Regions from separate parts of the Mus musculus genome. Here region 1 is linked to region 2. A link is a contact called in public ChIA-PET data. All regions are on one chromosome and are shown on one strand. Each heading gives the region's core, a stretch centred on a gene start, on an enhancer-like site or on the middle of the called end of the contact. The rest is flanking DNA. Distances are from core to core; before and after follow the strand shown.

Region 1 (7,041 bases), core at 806-3,305, 53 kb after region 2:
CCAAGCACAAGCCTGTGGAAGGGGTTAGATAGGCAGTCATAAAAAAAGGGGGGGCTTTTTTTTTTAACTCTTGAGTGTGAACTGTATAGGAGACAATATTATGTTGCAAAGTCAAAAGGTTGGACCTGCCAGGGAGTCTGAGCCCCTACCCTGGCAGTCCTGAAAGGAGGCTTTGCCTGTCCAGCGCTGCCCTGGAGCCAGACGTGTGGGAAGTTACGTGGACGGACACTGCTTCCTGTTTCTCTTCCACGTGGCCCTTCAAGAGTCACAACCCCATAGACTGGACATGCAGACCTCAGTCTTCCTGGAGAGTAGAAGACCCAGCTAGACGCTTTTTAATCACCATGTTGCCTACAGTGACCACTAAGTCAACCTTGAGCCATTTGGTGTACCATACAGTAGGGTTGAGCCAGCTCCCTAGATCAGGACCCAGGCCCTTCCTCCTAGCGACACAATGGGCTAACTGCTTTAGAGTTTATATACCTCTGAGTCTGCTCTACCTCAGAGGAAGAAAGTCTGCCGTTGTGCCCCCAGCCCCTTTTCTTGGGCTCAGGCTGCCCTCTAACTGCTACGTTGATGAGGAGCTTGTAGTGATTCCTGCTTCCATCTTCTGAGTGGTAGGGGGTCCAGGCACACACTGGCTCTTGTTTTCCCCCTCTTCATTATTCCGACATCACAGCCCACCCACCACCCCACCTTCTGCCAAGGCACGAGCAACCACGCTCCTTACAGGCCTGACCTTAGACATCAGTAGTGACTTTCAGGGTTGGTGGCTGTCTTTTTTCCCCCCCATGCTCACCCTTACTTCCATTCCACTGGTGTGTGCTTCATTCCCTGGGATCAGTGTTCTGCCACAGCATATTTCTGTCTACCTTGGCATTCATCCATCTGTGCCATACCCTACCCCCACCCAATCTCGCATCACAAAGAAACACCTGACTGCTCGAAGCTCTACAGTCTCACATTCCAAGCCTGTTGAGCAGGAAACAGCTTCACACTGCTGCCCATTACTCTTTGGGGAGTGCAGCCACTTGCCTGTCAGTGTACTGAGCACCACTTTAGTGCCAACAGTGAGTAGGAAACGTGGCTGACTTTCTATCCTATCTTCTAGGTCACCGCTGGACTGCCTCTTCCCAAGGCTTACACAGAAGAGGTAACTACAATTATTTCCGATCAGTTGTCCTAGGAAACCGCATCCAAAATCGGCATGTCTTAATCTGGAAGGCAAAAGGTGGGGAGGTCCTTGGGGTGTTGAGGACAAAGCCTGCAGTGCCCTGGGAATCACATTAAGGAAATAGCAGTGACTAAATTTGGCAGTTTGCTCCTGGGGAACAAAGCTGTATCTAGAAGCTTTATGTTGCTATTCGTTAGAGATGGGGATCTCGTTAAGTAGTCTAGGCTGGCCTTGAACTCCAGTGTTATGATTAGAGCATGCACCTCATACCTACCTAGAGAGAGTCATTTCTGCTTGTTACAACTACTTCCAAAAGTGTTACTGGCATCTGATAGGTAAAAGACAGAGATGGTTGTTAAACTGCTGTGGTGTGTAAGACACCCCACCCCAGTAATAAAAATGACAGTAATGCTGGAGTTACGAAGCCCTGCTCTAGACTGTCACGCAGAAGTCATAAATGCCACTTAAATCAAGCAAGAAGAGAGCTTTAGAAATAACCTTTCCTTCTGCAAATTCAAACCTAAATCAAAGACCTGAGATAGAGCCAGTAAATGTCCTGGTTGAGTTTGGAGGCACGTCTTCTGTACATGGATTCGGTCTATTGGGCAGGAGCTCAAAGAACAGTTCTGAGCTCTTTTTTTTCTTCTTCTTCATACTGATATCATTTACCATCAAAGAAATATCCCTAGGGCCACTGTGAGTGATTACATAACCGATGGGCCTTTGATTAGATGCAGGGTCAGCTGCTGTCACTGTTGATTCAATTTCTCTGTCCTGGAGGGAAGCTCTTACGTTATCAGGCAGTGCACGGTCGGTGTACGGCCCCCAGATGAAGTTTGCAAAATTGACTGGAAAAAAAGATGGTTGGTGCCTTGAGTCTGCCTGTCTTCTGAGCTGTGATTTGCCTTTTATGGTCATCTGTGTGAGTCAGGCGTAGGAGGGGAATTCACAGCTCTGGCCCTCCTGCTACCCCACAGCCTTTCCTGTGTCTAATTACAGTGACTGCCCCGAACTGGCCCAGCTGGTGTCTTCATTTAAGAAATTCGGCTTATTTAAAACTGTTCTCAGTCGGTCTTATATATTGTTTTTTTTTTTTTTTATGTGACTAGAGGTAAAAAACAAGAGTGTGCTTTAAATCGTCAGATTAATCTTGATCTCAGATTACAATGAAAGGGCCTCACAAGCTGCTTGATAGCTTAGTTGGTAGTATGATTGTACTTCATGCACGCACGAAGCTTTGGGCTTACTCCCTACTACTGAGCAAGGCCAGGCAAGCCAGGGCCTTAGTGTCAGTGTTGGCACCCTTGGAAAGAGGAAGGAGTGGGACCAAAATCCTTGACTTTATAGCAGGTCTAAGGCGGGCCTGGGCGACATGAGGCCCCATGCCCATCCATCCATTCATCTAGATCTACATAGATAGTTAAATTTTGGGGGACATACCTAGTGGAAGGAGAGAGCCAGCCCCTGCAAACTGACCTTTGATTGTCACACTCATACCATGGTACAAGCCACCGTGGGGGGCATACACAAATGAGTATAATTTTGAAAATAACAAATAGCCATGCTTGGTGGCACGTGCCTTTCATCCAAGTACTTGGGAGGCAGATCTCTGTGAGTTCAAGGCCAGCCTGGTCTACATCGTGAGTTTCAGGACAGTCAGAGCTACAGAGTAAAAAAAAACAAAAACCAGAAGGAAGAAAGTCTTTAAAGTATGTTTCAAGACAAAAATGGTGGCATACTCCTATAATCCCCACATTTAAGAGGATGAGGCAGGAGGATCACAAGAGCCCAGAAAATATAGTAAGGTCCTGTCAGGAAATAAGTAGGTAGTGGTTAAGAGCACTGGCTTCTCTTCCAGAGGACCCGACTTTGATTCCAGGTACCCACATAGTGGGTCACAACCATCTGTCACTCCAGTCCCAGAGAGGAGCCAACCCCCTCCTCTGGCTTCCAGGGACACTGCATACACATGGTGCACAAACATGCAGGCAAACACCTATATATACAAAATAATTACATTTTTTAAAAAAGCTTTTATTTTTAAGAATTAAATAAATACGGCTCAGTGGTTAAGCACAGTGGCTGCTCTTCCACGGGGCCTGAGTTCATTTTCCAGCACCCACATGGCAGCTCACAGCCATCTGTAACTCTGGTTCCAGGGTATCTGGCAGCCTCTCACAGACATGCAGAACACCAGTACACATAAAGAATAGATAGACAGATAGATAGATAGATAGATAGATAGATAGATAGATAAACAAGTAAGTAGATGGTTTTTAAAATTAAATAAGTAATATTTCTCATATGAATGAGACTATCAGTACATTGCCCAGAACAAACTCTTACTCAAGATTGATCTATGTGTAGGAAGGTTTTGCCTACTTTGGCATCCTTTGGCCCTCCTTTGCTTCATGTTGTCATGTGCTAGGGTCATGGGCATGTGCCACCACAGCTGGCATATGTGCGGAGAGTCAAACTGAGGACTTCATGCGTCTAAGCAAGCACTCTGCCAACTCAGCTATAGCCTCAGCCCCTAATAATCATTTTTACGCTGGGTTTTTTTTTTTAAAACCTCTATGTTTTGTATGTGTACATGGGAAGTACTTCATGTATGCATGCATATCATACCCATGTCTGGCTCCCTCAGAGGCAGAAGAGGACATCGGATCTCCAGGAACTGGAATTTTAGGTGGTTGTCTTAGAGCCCCTTGTAAGAACAGTCAGTGCCTCAACTGCTGAGCCATCTCTCCAGCCCTGGCTTTTCTTTTAAGCTTATTTTTATTCACGTGTCTCCGTGTGCAGGCGCGTGCATAGGGTGGAGGTTGGGAGTGTCTGAAGAGACCAGAAGAGGATGAGCCATAGCGCTGGGGTTACAGGCTGATGTGAGTTGCCTGACTTGGGTACTGGATCCAAACTCATTTCCTGTGGAAGAGCAGGAAGTATATACTTAAGCACTGAGTTATCAGTCCTGCCCAGGCCCCGGGTTGTCCAAATAGCATTTCCTTATTTTATTAGCCTTGGGAAGGCTCCTGGTTAAGTTCCTTAAATCCTCTGAAACTTCACTGACTTATTGCTTGACAGTCTTTATGGCTGGTGGGGCCTGTGCTGGGCTCTGCCCTGATCAAATGGCTCCCACTGAGAAAAGTCTTGTTGGTTTGTAGCACACCTTGGGAGTTAATCTGTGTAAATACACAAGCTGTGAATGTCTTTAAGTAGAGGCATCAGACTCATCCCCTTCAAAGAACTAAGAGGCCATTGCGTGTTTTCAAGGCGTAGGGAGGTAGCACAGCTTCAATCGAGTGCTGTAGACAGGGGTCGCTTCTCTTCCACCAGTAGCATGTGGGAAGTGCATCACTGGCCCTCATAGTGGCCACCACCATCTTGCCCTTCTTCCAGCTCCAAGACACACCTTCCTTTTTTTTCTTGTTATCTTATTTGAGACAAGAATTTACTGTGTACCCAGGCTAATCTCAACTTGTCTATCCTCCAGCCTCTGCCTGCTGAATGCTGGGATTACAGGCGTGCCCCAGGGACAGTGGCAGTGTCTCTGTCTTAAATAGAGGCAGCAGCTGTTTTCAGGTCAGCGTGTTTTGACCTTACAGGCCATTTGCTGTTGTTTGACAGGACCTGGACCTGGTTGAAAAGGGCTTCAGTAACTTGAGGAAACAAATCGAAAATGCTAGAATGTTTGGAGTCCCTGTCGTCGTGGCTGTGAACGTGTTCAAGTAAGTGTGAAATATAGAGAGGAGGAATGTCGGAAATGCCAGGAAATAGCTCCTGTAGCAAGCGCAGTGCCGCCTTTAGCTCCGAGTAGTTCTCCACTTACTGCTGTTGGTTATTGCTTGTGGTCTAGCTTGTGATGTGACAGGCACCATGTGTATCACAGCAGACACACGTTAGCTACCTCACCACTGAGGTCCAAAAGTCAGAATTGCTCCTGAGGGCCCTCTTCTCTACTGAGCAACTCGGAGAACACATAGGCTTGACAAGAAATGTTCTTTTCGGGTGTTCCCAGGCCTTTTGTGCTTACAGGAGAGCACAGGCTGCAGAATATCTTTATTTCTCCAGGTCAGGTGGGACGCTCTGTTGAGAGAGTTGAATGCATTGAGCTAGAAGTGTTCGCGCAAGAGCTGTGTGGGTGGCTTGGCACTTTAGCACTGTTTAGGGTTTTGCAATAATGCCCTCACCGCAGTGCGATGGGAAGCAGCAATTTTTAAAGCTAGTATTTACTGATTCCCAGTGGTGTGCCGGGATTGTTCCACATGCTTTAAACATATTCCTGTCTAAGCCTCATGGCATCCCTGGGCAGCGCTGCTGTGAAGTTTTCCATTTTTTCCTTGTGGAGCCAAATAAGTACAGATAAAGTAACTGGCCAAAGGTCATAGAGCTGAGCTAGAAGCGGGCAGGACTGAGTGGTGTCCTTTTCTCAGGCGGTATTCCTCGTGGGCTTTAGTGGCATAAGCAAGGCATACTCTCCCCTCCAGCCACCTTCATTCTTTAACGTGAAGCCCTCCTGTGCAGGACAGATACAGATGCTGAGCTGGACCTTGTCAGCCGCCTCTCCAGAGAACACGGGGCTTTTGATGCTGTCAAGTGCACCCACTGGGCAGAAGGGGGCCAGGGGGCCTTGGCCCTGGCTCAGGCTGTCCAGAGAGCGTCACAGGCCCCCAGCAGCTTCCAGCTCCTCTATGACCTCAAGGTAGGTTTGCTTGTTCTGTGCAAAATGCCGCAAGTGTGGAGCTTGTGTGCAGCTACGGGTAGCCTTACGCACGGGTCTGATTCCCTCACAGGTGAGTCACCCGCAACCACAGCCTGGACCCTGAGCTCAAGGCATCTGTCTTACAAACACAGATGACCTCATACCCTAACTTTGTAAAGCTTATAATATATACACCCCTTTGTGGGTGGAGCCAACCATGTAAGTCACTCCATTGACGCCTTTCACTACTGCATCAGCCACGTAGTAAGACATTGACAAGGAGCCAGCTATATATGGCTGGAAATTTTTCGTAACACTTCCTGGTATTGTGTTGCCTCAGGTTCAGAGAAACACCAGCACCCTAAACCAAAGTGCTTCCACAGGCTTCGTCAGAGTCTCCATAACTGAGTCAGGGGACTCGCATCTGGCCTTGCAGAAGCAGTTTGTCCCATGGCACATTGCAGTTAGCTCAGAGAATGCCATTATTAATATGGGGTTGCATTTCAGGATGTGATAGGGTGTGAGCCTGTCAACAGAAATTAGAAACTTTGTTAACCATAGTGTACATTATAGTTCATTCTGCTTGTATTCTTCACGCTACATTTTTGATTGGTTTTTCAAAGACTTTGGGAAGTAACCGCAAAACAGATTGGAGCCTGGATCAGATGATTCAGTCACTAAAGTGTCTGCCACTTAAGTGCTGACCTGAGTTCAGATCCCTCCACCACATGTAAGATCCAGATGTAGTGGTGCGTGTCTGTAAATGCCGGTGCTGGAAACATGCGCATCTGTAGAGTTAACTGCCGGCCAGCATTGCCAAGTCAGTGAGCTGCAGGTTCAGTGAGAGACCCTGACACAAAAAACAAGGTGTAGAAGGTTAGAGGAAGTTACCGGAGGTTATCCTGTAGCCTCCATCTGTTCTCCTGAGCACGCATGTGCACGCACACACACACACACACACACACACACACACTCAGAAAGAGGAAACCCTATTATTCTTGAGTTTTTTCATTTGTTTGTTTGTTTAAGATTTATTTATTTATATATTATATGTAAGTACACTGTAGCTGTCTTCAGATACTCCAGAAGAGGGAGTCAGATCTCATTATGGATGGTTGTGAGCCACCATGTGGTTGCTGGGATTTGAACTCAGGACCTTCGGAAGAGC
Region 2 (6,582 bases), core at 3,453-5,952:
AAATGTTCTAGGGACTGGATGTCCAGGAGGCATCTAAGAACATTTTAATTTAATCGATTCTCTTTGAGAGTCTTGTCCCCCAGTATGATCCTTTCACCAAAAAAGTTAAAATGGCAGTTCTACCTGCCTAGTCACTCAGGCCAAGTCCTTGCTTTCTCTCTCACACTCCAAGCCCCCCTCTGAGTCCGGTTTCTCTCACACCAGATGCCCAGAGAAACTTCTCTTACTACACTTGTAAGCAGGGCACTTAGACTGAGCGTGGGGAACATTGGTTGTGTGCTTGCCTAGCACGTGTGTTGTGTGAGTTTCAACCTTCCACAGTGTAAGTAGACAAAAAACAAAACAAAAACATTAAAATATCATTTCCCATCCCCTTCTGATATGAGCACCTATCCTTTTAGTGCCCTCTCCCTCTCCCCCCTCCCTCTCCCTCTCCCTTCCCCTCCCCTTCCCCCTTCCCCTCCCCCTCCCCCTTCTCCTCCCCCTCCCCTTCTCCCTTCCATTCCTCCTCCCCTTCCCCCTCCCTCTCTCCCTCTCTCAGTTCCTTGGTTTTTCCTTTTGTTGTTTTTCAAGAAAAGATTTCTTTGTGAAGCCCTGGCTGTCCTGAAACTTGCTCTGTGGACCAGGCTGGCCTTAAACTCAGAGGTTCACCTGCCTCTGCCTCCCTGGTGCATACTACTCTGCCCGACTGTGGTGGATTGAAAGCCCTCCAAGCTCAGATGGTTGGATACTTTGTTTCCCAGTGAGTGGAAGATTAGGAAGTATTGTTGAAGAAGGTATGTCCCTGGGAGAAGGCTTTGAGGTTTTAAAGCCTTTTGCCTTTTCCTGTGAATTATCTGCTTCCTGTTAGGGGTTTGACATGTGAGCTCATCACTGCTGCTCTCATGCTTCCTGTGATAGTGATGGACCCTCTGGAACCATAAGCCCCAAATAAAACCTTCTTTCTATAAATTGCTTTGGTCATAGTGTTTTATCACAGTAACAGAAAAGTTACTAACACACTGGCTCATCTGACTTTTTTTTTTAATAGCATGTCTTTGGGCTAGGGGTGTCACTTAGCAACCAGTGTAACATTTGCCCACCGAGTACAAGATCTTAGCTTTTGTCCCTAGCGCAGAAAAATAAATAAATAATAACATGGCTATTCTTTCATCTCTAAAATTACATATTTAATCGATGTTTGTATCCTCCACCAGAATATAATTTACTGTGATGCTCAGCTCTCTCAGGTGCTGTCAGCATTTGGAGCAGAATTATTGTCAGGAAATGGCTGTTCAACAGTTACTTGCTCGATGAATGAATTTTACAGGTTATACAGAGCTGAAAACCAGTCTGCTTAGAGGGCAGAGGCAATACCTTAGGGATGAGGCATCAAGGTTCGGGGCCTAACCTAGTCATAGCTTTGTGCCTTGGGCTTATGGGCTTAAGACCATTTCCCTACCTGTTAAATGAGGCTTGGGCCTCTTTCTCACCAACAAAGTAGCTAAATTAGTGAAAATCTTCTTTGAAATCCAATATTCAGAAACACTAACTGCAATCTATGAACCATTTTCTTGCATTTAAAAATCCCTGGGGACTGGAGAGATGGCTCAGCGGTTGAGAGCACTGACTGCTCTTCCAGAGGTCCTGAGTTCAAATCCCAGCAACCACATGGTGGCTCACAACCACCCATAATGAGATCTGACACCCTCTTCTGGAGTGTCTGAAGCCAGCTACAGTGTACTTACATATAATAAATAAATAAATATTTAAAGATAAAAGGGAAAGAAGAAAAGAAACCTTATTTGTGTATGTATAATTTGTGTGTGCAGGAGCCATGGATGTCAGAAGAGGAAGTTGGGTGGCCTAGAACTGGAGTTGTAGGTGGTTATAGTCTGCTGTGTGGGTGCTGGGAACCAAGCCTGGGTCTTCTTCAAAAGCACCAAAAGCTCTTAACCACTGAGCCAGAACTACTTTCTCTCTTTTTCTTTGCTTTAATGCCAGCACTCAGGAGGCAGAAACAGGCAGATCTCTGTGAGTTCCAGGCCAGTTTGGTCTACAGATCAAGTTCCAGGACAGCCAAGGCTACACAGAGAAACCTTGTCTTTAAAAAAGCCCCCCCCCAAGAATAGTAAAGGAGGGGCTGGAGCTGTAGTTTATTAGTAGAACTCATGTTTAACCATAGTAGAAGCCCTGGGTTGGATACCCCCCCCCAAAAAAAACCCCAACCAACAATGAAGACAGTGTCAATTTTCTAATTATATCATGGTGACAGTTACACAGCTCTGTAAATGTAAACATTGTAAACTAAAAACCATACACTTGCATTCTTTAAAATGGGAAAATGTTTCTTTCAGTCTACATATTAGACTTGAGTTAAACTGCTAATGAAATAAAACAGAGATTATCTAACTATATATGGATGTAATGTAAAACAATCCCAGATTTCAGGCAAAAGTCACAAACTAAAATACACACATTAGTACAGGAAAAAAAAAAAGCCCAACAACAACAAATTCAGTGCAAACTGTGCCCTGGCATGGGGGAACTTAGCTGCTGGTAGAAGCCCCTTGCCTAGCTAGCATGCCAGGCCCTGGGTTAATTCCTAGGGCAGAAAGGTTGGGGTGGGGGGTGGGGGATGGGAAGTGGGGGTGGGGGCAGCCACATGTCCTGCCATTGGTTGAAACAAGCCACTCTAACAATGGTTGCTAAATCCATAGCCATGTGGTGATGTTCTAAGGAAGGACTTATCTGTAGAACAATGTGGGGAAACTGTAGCCAGACAACGGTAATGTTGGGAAGGAGCCAAAGAAACTTATTCTAAAAACTAACATTTTGTTTACAGATTAGCATTTATAGGGAAAAACTAAATCCAATGTACCAGGCCCTAGGGCAGCTTGGGACTTCCCTATAGCTGAACAGCTTCTGCTGTGAACAGCTGTCTGAATCCAGACATCTCAGGGACAGCTTGTAAGGAGGCAGTTGTCTGAATCCAGCCATCTCAAGGACAACTTCTCCATCTTGTTGGCAGGGTCAAACAACCTAGGAGCGAACACCTACCCCACTTCTCCAAATGTTTTCTTAACTGTCTGTTAACAGGTAAAGAATATAGAAATTGCTGTTTTTCTAAACCAAGGTACATATGTTATAAAAATATATAACCAATCACCTGTCCTGCTCTAGTTAACTACATGCAGCTGATCAGCTCCTTTGTCCCCTTATCACTCTGAGCTCCAGACCTAAAGTTCAGGAGAATGAATTAAGGACCTTGAAGTCAGGTCCCTTGGATTCACCCAGTCTCCAGCGGGTACTCCCTTGCTTAAGCCAAAATGTCAACCAAAATACAATTGGATAACACTGCAGCTCACCCCAGCTCACCCCAGCTCACTTCTCACTTTGTGTTCCCATCCTTTTAAAATGTTGTACAGTATCCTTCCTGGGACATGTTTCAGGTCCTGAACTGGCTGCCTTCCTGAGCGCTCAGAGAATAAAGCTTTCATTTTTAAGCTTCCTGAGTCTGAAATAAGTTTTCTCGGCTTGTACCTCGAACCCAACAGTAAGAATCCAGCCCAGTTCCAGCGGCAGAAAAAGCAAAGTCAAGGCAGTGGCTCTGATGTATTCCTCTACCACCAGGCTCCCGAGGACATGGCCAAACTCATTTCTGCACCAGGGCAAATGGGGAGGGATGCCAGCCTTGCTGGCATCTAGCTGATGAACAAAGTAGTCTCTGCTTCAATACTGATTTGGTCCGCTGAGACCAGAGGATCACTCGTCCTGAACTCTGCTCCCTTCACGCTGATGAAGCCCCACGCTTCTGCTCTGAGGTCCCTCTTAGCTGCTGGGCTGAGCCTGCTTTTGGGCTTCAACCCTGGGAGGATAGCAGGTTTTAGTTATGGAAGGCTGGGTTCAGTAGTAGCGAACTTGTCTCTATGTCAAGGCTGTGGATTGATCGTCCCTGCTGTTACTAGAATTGCGAGCCAGACCCTGGGCTCTGAGAATCTAATAAACCAGGTTAGTCACCATCCTTAATAAGTCGATTAAACAAGTAATGGTAAGATATAGAAAAAGGAGATTTATTCAATACGGCCACATTGGGAAGAGGGACAAAGAGAAGTCTTATCTTCTGAGTTCTAATATGAAACTGAGGTTTAAGTAAAGAGTCAGACTTGATATAGAGTTGAACAGTGAAGGTCGAGGTGTGGACCTGTCCATTACTGTCTTGGCTTCAGTCCTGCAAGGTGATCTCTGAAATCTCTTTCCCCGGAAACAAATTTCTACTCTGGCTGGTGGAAAAGCAATTCCCTGGAGTGCTTCCTCCGCAGATGGCTAACCAGAGGGACACAATTGCCTCGTTAAGGATAGCCTCACTCTTGCTAGGAGGGTAACAGAGAGGCAGTTATCCCAGGTGTTCCCCACCACACTCTGAAAGCTAGGGCCTATGACAACGTGGAAAGCCGCATTGCCTGCTCCAGGTCAGTAGCCGGAATCAGCTTAAGGCCTCCAAGATCCTGCCCGGAGAAGCCAGTACGATCCAAAATCACACTGCTTTGCAGGACTCTGTCGCCGCAACCTAGGTCACGCAAACTTGCTCAGACAGGCCCATTCCTGCCCGGACTCCGCCCAGTTCCACCGCGCCCCCTACACACTATCTCTGATTGGCTAAAAGCGAGGCGGGAAGCTCCCGGCTCATCAGAGGCGGGCTCCACACAGGCTCTTTCCGCAGCCAGTCATTGCCGCCAACCAGTCTTTGGTGACAACCCTCTTGCTGCCTGGGCCCACCGGCTCCCGCAGACGCTCCTGGGCCTCCTCTGTCAGCGGGTCACGACGTCTTTCCGGGTCGCCTGCGCACCTTCGCTGCTGAGCGCGACGCAGGCGCACTAGCTGATTTCTCCCGGGAGGTCCCTGAGCACGTGGGTTGTGCTGTCCTGCGCGCGCGGAGCGACTGGAACCTGATTTTTGCTGGTGTTCACCGTGGGTGGCAGACTAGCAAAGGCCATGGCACCAGCGGGAATCCTGAACGGGAAACTGGTTTCTGCGTAAGTACTTGCCAGTGATAGTGGTGGTGGGCTCAGAGCAGGGCGTGCAGATCCCCAAGCGCCTGGGCTCTGCAGGAGAGGTGCTTAGATGGGGTTTGCGGGAAGAGAGGACATCGACACGGGCTCCTAGAATCTGAAGACTGGTTTCCTGAAGCCAGAGAAACACATGCCCGGCCCAATGTGCAATTGCAATAGACTGCCTGGGGTGGCTGCATTCCTAGGTTTGGCGGCAAGTCCTGACCTGACCTTGTTCTCAAAAGTGTAGCTGCTGGCATCATTCTGCCTAGACACGGGCTACCTGAGGAGTCCAACCTCAGAAACCCAGCATAGCCGCTTGTCTGGCAATTTGGTGGTGATTCGGTTGTGGCAAGATTTGACACGGGTGATTGGTCAAATCAGAGAGAGGGTCTCTTTCTAATTTTTTGTTTGTTTGTTTTCTGACAAAGGGTCTCTCCACGGAGCCCTGGCTGTCCTGCAACTTACTCTGTAGACCATGCTGATCTTGAACTCACAGAGATCCCCTCCTGCCTCTGCCTCCTGAGTGCTGGGATTAATGGCTTGGGCTACCACACCTGGCCTAGAGGGTTTCCTCTAATTCAGCGCATTCCTCATTACACCAAATGCTGTCTTTTTTTCTCTTTCACCCCGCCGGCTTCACTTCCAAGGTATCGCACAGGCAAGGCAAGCGCCGCACCACTCAGCTACTACGCCAGCGCTCGCTTGCTCTACCCTTTAACAGCCTACCTATCCGTCCTGGCGCTAAAGTTACTTTTCAGTTTGGCTCTTGTGTGCTGACCCTATTCCATATTCCGTCAGACCACCTGTTCTGGCCGTGCAGATTTAAATGCTTAACTAGTGGGAATGTTTGCCAAGTGTCGTCCCAGAGAGTAGCACCCTTTTGCTGTTTGGGAGAGAGGGCTGGGAATTGAGCCCCTAAGTGTGGAGCCCGAAAGTGTGCATAACATCTGGGCTACATTCCTTGCTTTTTGTTTAGGGAGTGAGTGTTGGGGACTGCTGAGGAGAGAGAAAGGTCTGTTTTTGTGAACTTGCTGAAGGTTGCTTTTCCGACATTAGGTATCTGGTTATTTATTAACTGCTGGGGCTAGCAGTAAGTGTCCAGTAAACACTTGGTTTTGTCACAAGAGACCTTGAGAGAATGATGGTGAAGCCTACTCTAGAGTAAAGAGAGCTTTTGTTGAAGATTGCGAAAAAAGAGGAAAAATATAAATTAAATGGTGAATCTTGCACTAAGGCAAGGAAGAACTCCAGATTTTTGGACTAGAAATCATAATATATACAAGTTCTTTTCTTTCTTTCTTTCTTTTTTTTTTTTTCCTTTTTCTTTTTTTAAAAGACAGGGTCTTAGGTAACCCAGGCTTGCCTCAAACTCAAATGTATCTGATTCTGGCTTTGAACTGCTGATTCAGTGCTTGCTTATACTTCCAAGGGCTGAGATCACAGGTCTGGACCACTACATCAGACTTTTGTTTGTTTGCTTGTTTTTCAAGCCAGGGTTTCTCTGTGTATCCCTGGCTGTCCTAGAACTCACACTGTAGACCAGGTTGAC

What was found. ChIA-PET counts read pairs in DNA pulled down with a chosen protein or histone mark.
Region 1: an RNA polymerase II ChIA-PET map of effector CD8 T cells shows a contact between it and region 2, with 138 read pairs. The contact joins the enhancer-like site here to the promoter of Mthfd1 in region 2. A contact is called at or near these places in 3 of 39 promoter capture datasets (embryonic stem cells, liver and macrophages), 2 of 15 datasets of contacts at CTCF or cohesin (CD8 T cells and stem cell-derived epiblast-like cells), 13 of 484 Hi-C or Micro-C datasets (the G1E-ER4 cell line, the HL-1 cell line, Sertoli cells and 7 more), 9 of 115 datasets of contacts at active chromatin or transcription factors (the HPC-7 cell line, the SCID.adh cell line, effector CD8 T cells and 5 more) and 4 of 9 other capture datasets (adipose tissue, embryonic stem cells, liver and 1 more).

Annotation. Positions count from the first base shown.
Region 1 is chr12:76,306,111-76,313,151 of GRCm38.p6, forward strand. Mthfd1 (methylenetetrahydrofolate dehydrogenase (NADP+ dependent), methenyltetrahydrofolate cyclohydrolase, formyltetrahydrofolate synthase) reads left to right here. Exons shown (of 28, transcript NM_138745.2): 22 at 1,112-1,153; 23 at 4,799-4,899; 24 at 5,696-5,873. Gm40443 (a long non-coding RNA gene) reads right to left here. Exons shown (of 3, transcript XR_001780628.2): 3 at 3,731-6,723. Among named protein-coding and RNA genes, the nearest start is that of Gm40443, 14 kb to the right of the region's middle. Within about 2 kb of position 2,056, at least 135 of the 459 cell types and tissues checked have an H3K27ac peak or open chromatin away from gene starts, as enhancers often do. A contact at or near this core is called in CD8 T cells, the HPC-7 cell line, Sertoli cells and 7 more, where this site is marked.
Region 2 is chr12:76,250,530-76,257,111 of GRCm38.p6, forward strand. Mthfd1 (methylenetetrahydrofolate dehydrogenase (NADP+ dependent), methenyltetrahydrofolate cyclohydrolase, formyltetrahydrofolate synthase) reads left to right here and starts at 4,703. Exons shown (of 28, transcript NM_138745.2): 1 at 4,703-5,015. The coding sequence starts at 4,975.